Regions from separate parts of the Callithrix jacchus genome. Here region 1 is linked to region 2. The links are chromatin contacts, called in public Hi-C maps. All regions are on one chromosome and are shown on one strand. Each heading gives the region's core, a stretch centred on a gene start, on an enhancer-like site or on the middle of the called end of the contact. The rest is flanking DNA. Distances are from core to core; before and after follow the strand shown. Region 1 holds the start of ZBTB38 (zinc finger and BTB domain containing 38). Region 2 has its middle 39 kb from the start of RASA2.

The links. Hi-C and Micro-C count contacts between places; a contact is called where the count stands out from the background.
Region 1: a contact with region 2 is called in a Hi-C map of induced pluripotent stem cells, with 3 times the contacts expected there. The contact joins the promoter of ZBTB38 here to the enhancer-like site in region 2. A contact is called at or near these places in 2 of 3 Hi-C or Micro-C datasets (induced pluripotent stem cells and skeletal muscle).

The regions. Positions count from the first base shown.
Region 1 is chr17:43,126,729-43,129,729 of calJac240_pri, forward strand. It overlaps ZBTB38 (zinc finger and BTB domain containing 38), which reads right to left and starts at 1,453. Exons shown (of 6, transcript XM_078354085.1): 1 at 1,163-1,453; 2 at 25-99.
Region 2 is chr17:43,023,200-43,025,899 of calJac240_pri, forward strand. No RefSeq gene overlaps it. Among named protein-coding and RNA genes, the nearest start is that of RASA2, 39 kb to the left of the region's middle. Within about 2 kb of position 1,347, at least 3 of the 16 cell types and tissues checked have an H3K27ac peak or open chromatin away from gene starts, as enhancers often do.

The sequences.
Region 1 (3,001 bases), core at 203-2,702, 100 kb after region 2:
CTGCTGGGGACAAATGACACTTACCAAATTAGTGGTCACGACATTCAGATCTTGGAGCCAGAAGAACAGGAGTACAGCAGAGCCTCATTTCAAGACAACCTAATAAAGTAAAACATAAGGCCTTTCAAACAGATATTTTAGTGTGTGATAGTTAATTTCCAACAGGAGTTGTCCGTTTACAAAGGAATATGCCACTGTTTTCCAGTAAATGACAAGCTTCCCTGCTGCCTTTAAAATAAGACTTATACCTCCCTGCTCCCAATTATTTTAACATAGAATTTCTGAAGAACAGATCTCCTCTGATAATGTCAGCTATACAAAGACTAGATGCTGACTCAGGGGATGACTTTAGAAACCAGAAAATCAGGGTATGATTTCTATGCCTATGTGCTGTTCTCATGTCCATGTCAAAACTTTTTTCTTGGAAACTTAAGTTTCTTGGGTAGGAACTTCCAGAGCTTGCAAAATTATAGGCTTTGCAAAGAAGTACGAGTTTTTAGACAAAGTTAAAACAGACACTTTATGATGTGTCTTTGTGTTTAATATCATCCCAGATAGGAAGGCACAAGTAGGAATGAAAATAAGTCCTCTGTAAACAGGGCGATAAGACAATACAGGTTCATGCACAGAACAATCAGAAACGTGCTCAGTAAAGGCAGCACGGCTGTATATATCTTTTCACCAGGGCTGCCATCTTTTACCAGGTTAAGTGTGAAAATTGCCATTTGATGGCACAGGGCACGTATTTGCCTAGAACAGGGCTTGTTTTTGTGTCTGATTGCTCAGTATAATAACAAGGAAGCAAACAATCCAGAACTACGAACAAACATTCTGACAGTCTGAAACAGAGTACTTGGGTGAGGGGAGCAAGAGGAGGCAAAACAAGAGGATGGACAGGGAAAGGCATCAGTTGGACCATTCTCCCCAGGGTTTCCGTCTTAGTATCTTTTTTTTTTCCCTTCCTTTTGCATTCTTTTCTGGTCCTGTGGAGAAGAGAGATATCAGATCCCTTTGGGGCCATATTTACAGGGTCTCCCAAATGCAGTCCCTACTCCCAACTATGGGCTGGGGCCTGCTAAGCTGCAGGTGTCAGGGAACAAGATGGCGCCCTACAGTGAAGGGCACCAAGTGGGGGAGGGGGCAAAAGTGGGCCTTCACTTACTCGGAGGCGCTGGCTCCTCTGAAGCCCAGACGCTGCCAACTCCCTGGGCTCAGGAGTCACAACCGCTTTCGTGCTCTGTGTTCTTCACTTCTTGTCGAGATCAGCTCCACATGTTTTTCTGATGATGTCACCCATTCTGACTTCCTACATTTTGAAAGCGGATCTACAAGTAAAACCTTTTGTGAGGCTTAAAAAAAAAGAAGAAAAGAAATGAAAGGTGTGCTGTAGGGAGATGGAGAGGAGGAGAAAGGCCGTTGCTTCTTTATTTTGAGATTTGCTGCAGCTGCGAGTGCCACTCCCCAGCTAGTTTCCTGGCTTCAGAGAAAGGCCAGTGGCCGGGCGTGGGTGACGTCAGGGCCAGGCCTGAGTCATCGCCAGCGGCCCAGCCTGGCTGCCCTGCCACTCGGAAGGGGACAAAAGGAACCTTTGATGTCCAGAGGCCCTCCTCTCAGCACACTCGCCGGCACAGACCAACAGGCCAGGAGAACATTCCTGCCACCTCCCCACCCCCCAGCCGCCCTTCCTACTTCCGGAACAACCCCAGACAGATTCAACAAGGCCTCTCCAAAGAACATCACCCTCCTGCATGGCAGAGGCATGGTCACACTCTGTCAAACACAGAAGCGCGGACGACGAAGAGGGTGTTTCCCTGGGGACCTCTCACTGCCCCTCTGCCATCCCCCTTCTTCCGTGTGGTGCCCACCTTACTCAAGGAGTTGCAGTGGTATTTATTGAAAGAGATGCAGAAAGGTGGAAGGTACTTTTGTCACCATCACCAGGCAGCTCCCGGTGGTCAGTGTCTAGTCTCCTCTGCCTCCGTGCTGTGGCCCTGGACTTCGCTCCCTGCCCTGAGTGCTAACATGAACTAGTTCTTCCTGGGTTTAAGACATGACCACTCTTTAAAGGGGATATTTGTATCCCAGTGCCTGGCATGAGGCTTGGTAAATACATGATGAATGAAGGAATGATAACTGTAAAATAAAATAGTAGAGAACATATATTGAATACTTAGAGTGAACAACATTCAAGCCTCTGTGCTTTATGAATACTACTTCATTTATTGGTATTATCACAACGAAGAAGCTGCGAGATAGGTACTATTAATATTCCTAATGCTACAGAGGAGAAAATGGATACTCAGAGAGGTTAAGACACTTCTCTAAAGCCTCACAGCTAGTTAGTTCGTGGCAGAGCCTGGATCATCTAATCTCACATCCTGTTTTCTTGATCATGGTGTGGAGTAGCTGGAATGAATGAAGGAATATTGACCAATGGCACCCTGGCCAGGAGAAAGGAGACAAGGATAAGGATGGGACTTGAAACCAAATCCTACAAGGAAACAGTGAAACAATTAGGAATGTTCTGGCAACATGGGCCTCATGCCTTTTTATTGTATCAGCACCAGGTCTGAGGTTTGGCAAGTGGGTGGGTTACTCAGCGTGGCTAGAGGCGAGTCAGTCATGAGGTTCAAGTGGGGATGAGAAACCAGGGAGGTCGGATGGATGTAGGCCTGTGGCATGTGGTAGATGCAAAATCTGAGAGCCACGGGGGACAGACCAGCTTGGCGGGGGACAGAGAGTATCTTGGCGGGAGTCAGAGTCCACGCTTGTCTTTGTTGCTTTCTGGCCTCATTGATGTGGGTGGGAGAGTCAGTGAGATTAAAGGGATACATCTGGGGCGGACACGAAGGCTAAAGGAAGAAGGACATGACGGCACTCTCAAAGACTCCAGACTCGGAAAAAAGGTTGCAACTGGGGTGTGGTTTTAAAGTGCAGGAGGGACTAGAAGGGACAGGAAACAGATTTGGACCTGACAATGGTGGATACTTTCTACTCTTTG
Region 2 (2,700 bases), core at 97-2,596:
AGGCAGGAGAGTTGCTTGAGCTCAGGAGGCAGAGATTGCAGTGAGCTGAGATTGTGCCACTGTACTACCACCTGGGTGACAGAGCGACAGAGAGACTCTGTCTCAAAAAAAAAAAAAAAAAAAAGCGAGCCCAGAGGAGCTCACTGGCTGACAGCAGAGGCAGAACTGAAAATGACTAAAAGCAGGGAGCTGTGGTGGGGCTAGAGGCCAAGGCAAGCAGAGGTCTAAGGGGCTGTCTCATACAACACTACAAGGGAGAGGCTTTTGAAGGGGCCTTTGAATTAGGTATTGAGAAATGATCACGTCTGTGGATGGGGCTGGGATAGGGATGGGAATGAACATTTCAGCACGGTCAGGAGCTTGTACACACAGACAGTGTGATGAGAAGCCAGGCATTTTGGAGAGTGATGACAGCCGCCTCCCTCAACATTTGCAAGGCGGGGAGCAAGTGTACAGATGGAGGCGTATATATAATGTGTCTAAATATTTAAAAGTTATAAATCAGGCTAGCAAGTTCTTAATTAAATATATTCGACTCTCCTCCCTTGACAAATATACCTCTGCAGCAATCTGGAAGACCATGTTGGAATGTAGAAGTCTCTGGCATTTCATGCTGGAATGAGATAGCAGGCGAAGAGGTGGGTCAGATCTTCTCCCACCCACTCCTCTCCTCACCCTGCTCCCTCCCAGGCTGCTAGGGGCCTCAGGCACACATGTGGACGCAAAACTCCATCACGAACTCGTCTACAACCCCCGCGAACAGCTGCCCTTTAGCTGTCCCAGGGGTGTGGCACTGGCAAGGAAGTGGCCAGAGCAGGCCTTGAAAGTCTGCAGGGAATTCTCAGGTTCTGGGTACCTGAGTGTGGTCTCTGGGGATGGTGTGGACTTTGGGTGGGCACATCACTATGGGCCCTGCAGACTCCTTGCCCCATGAGGTGGGGCACTTCTGGAGGAAGGCCAGCACAGGGCCCTTTTGCCTTGGTCTGAGAATGATAGTGAGTCCTGAGCAGTTCCTGGTGGCTGGAATGTCGTGTTCAGCAGGAGCAGCAGCAGAGGAGGCTGATTCCCGTCGTGATGAGAGACAATGAAAATGGTGGCCCTGAATTCTACCTCTGGTCTTTAGGAAAAGTAATGTCAAAAATGATGGAGTTTGATTTGGAAACAACTGGGAGGCGGCCTAATGCTATTCCACTCACCACATTCATACAGATGTCGAGCACGTCCAAATCAATGCATGGAACCTGCCTTTCTGGCCCTGAAGTTCTGAGAAGCTAGATGTGAACAGGGTCTAAGCTACCCGCTGTCTCAGGTTGCTAGAATTCCAGAGAGAAACCAACCACTCCAGAGGTGAGTCAGCTTCTTTCTGGCAATACTCACTACTCCTGCGACATGACTCACCTTTTTGAAGGAGACATGTCATTTCCTTGTTCTTCCATTAGAGGGAGTAAATGTGCATAAAGTCATTGATGACCCAGATTTTAGCAGAGGACGCTGATGGAGCTTGAAGATCCTTTCTGAAGCTGGTCTACACTGCAGATTTGAACTCCTTGGGCCAAGCCTTAATTTCTCCCATATATGACCCCTTTGAGTATTTGACTAAAGGTTCCAGATTTTAATTATTTATAAGGAAAAATAACACACACATACCCCACCCACCGACACCCCTCAACTCTTTTTTTTAAATTGTACTTTAGGTTCTGGGGTACATGTGCAGATCATGCAGGATTGTTGCATAGGTACATACATGGCGAGGTGGTTTGCTGCCTCCATCCCTCCATCACCTACATCTGGCATTTCTCCCACAACCTCCCCACTCTCCACTGTCCCTCCCCTAGCCCCCACAAACAGACCCCAGTGTGTGATGCTCCTCTCCCTGTGTCCATGTGTTCTCATTGTTCAACACCTGCCTATGAGTGAGAACATGCGGTGTTTGATTTTCTGTTCTTGTGTCAGTTTGCTGAGAATGATGGTTTCCAGATTCATCCATGTCCCTACAAAGGACATTCTTATATTTTCATTCTTTCCGGATTGGAAAGAGAAACAAAAGTATGAAGGCTTCCACTTGCCTTGGGCCACAAGAGATCATATTTTCACCCCCAACATAATAACAGCTTTGTTTAGATAGTCTTTGACATTTCCTAGTATTTTTAGAATTTCTTCCTTTCTACCCTGAGAGGTAACTCCAGGACTCCCCAGTTCTGTTATGAATAATGCTGCGCTCTTTACCACCTGACTCTGCTGTCAGAGGCCGAGCTGTGTCACTGGGCTCCAATCCCTTTCGCCTCTCTTAGCAGGCTCTGGAACTCAACTGCCTGAGATTAACTCTGTTTATCCACATACCAGCCGTATGGCCTTGGGTAGGTAATTTAACTTCTCTGTGCTTGGTTTTCTCATTGGGAATTACCCATCATTGTAGCTTACCTCTGAAGATGCCTGCCATCAATTCCTTCCCTCCTTTTAAGTGTCTGTGACTCCCCCATTGAGGAACATAGTCTACTCCTTCACTCCTTGATACCGGGCTGGGCTGTGGCTGCTTTAATGCCAGCCTGGTCATGCCTTTAGATGACCCCAGCCTCATCACCATCTAACTGCAACTTTGTGACAAGCTCTGCCCAGTTGATCCCAGTCAAACCACAGAAACATGTGAAATGATAATCAATGGTTGTTTTAAGCCACTGTTTTGTGACAGTGTACAGCAAA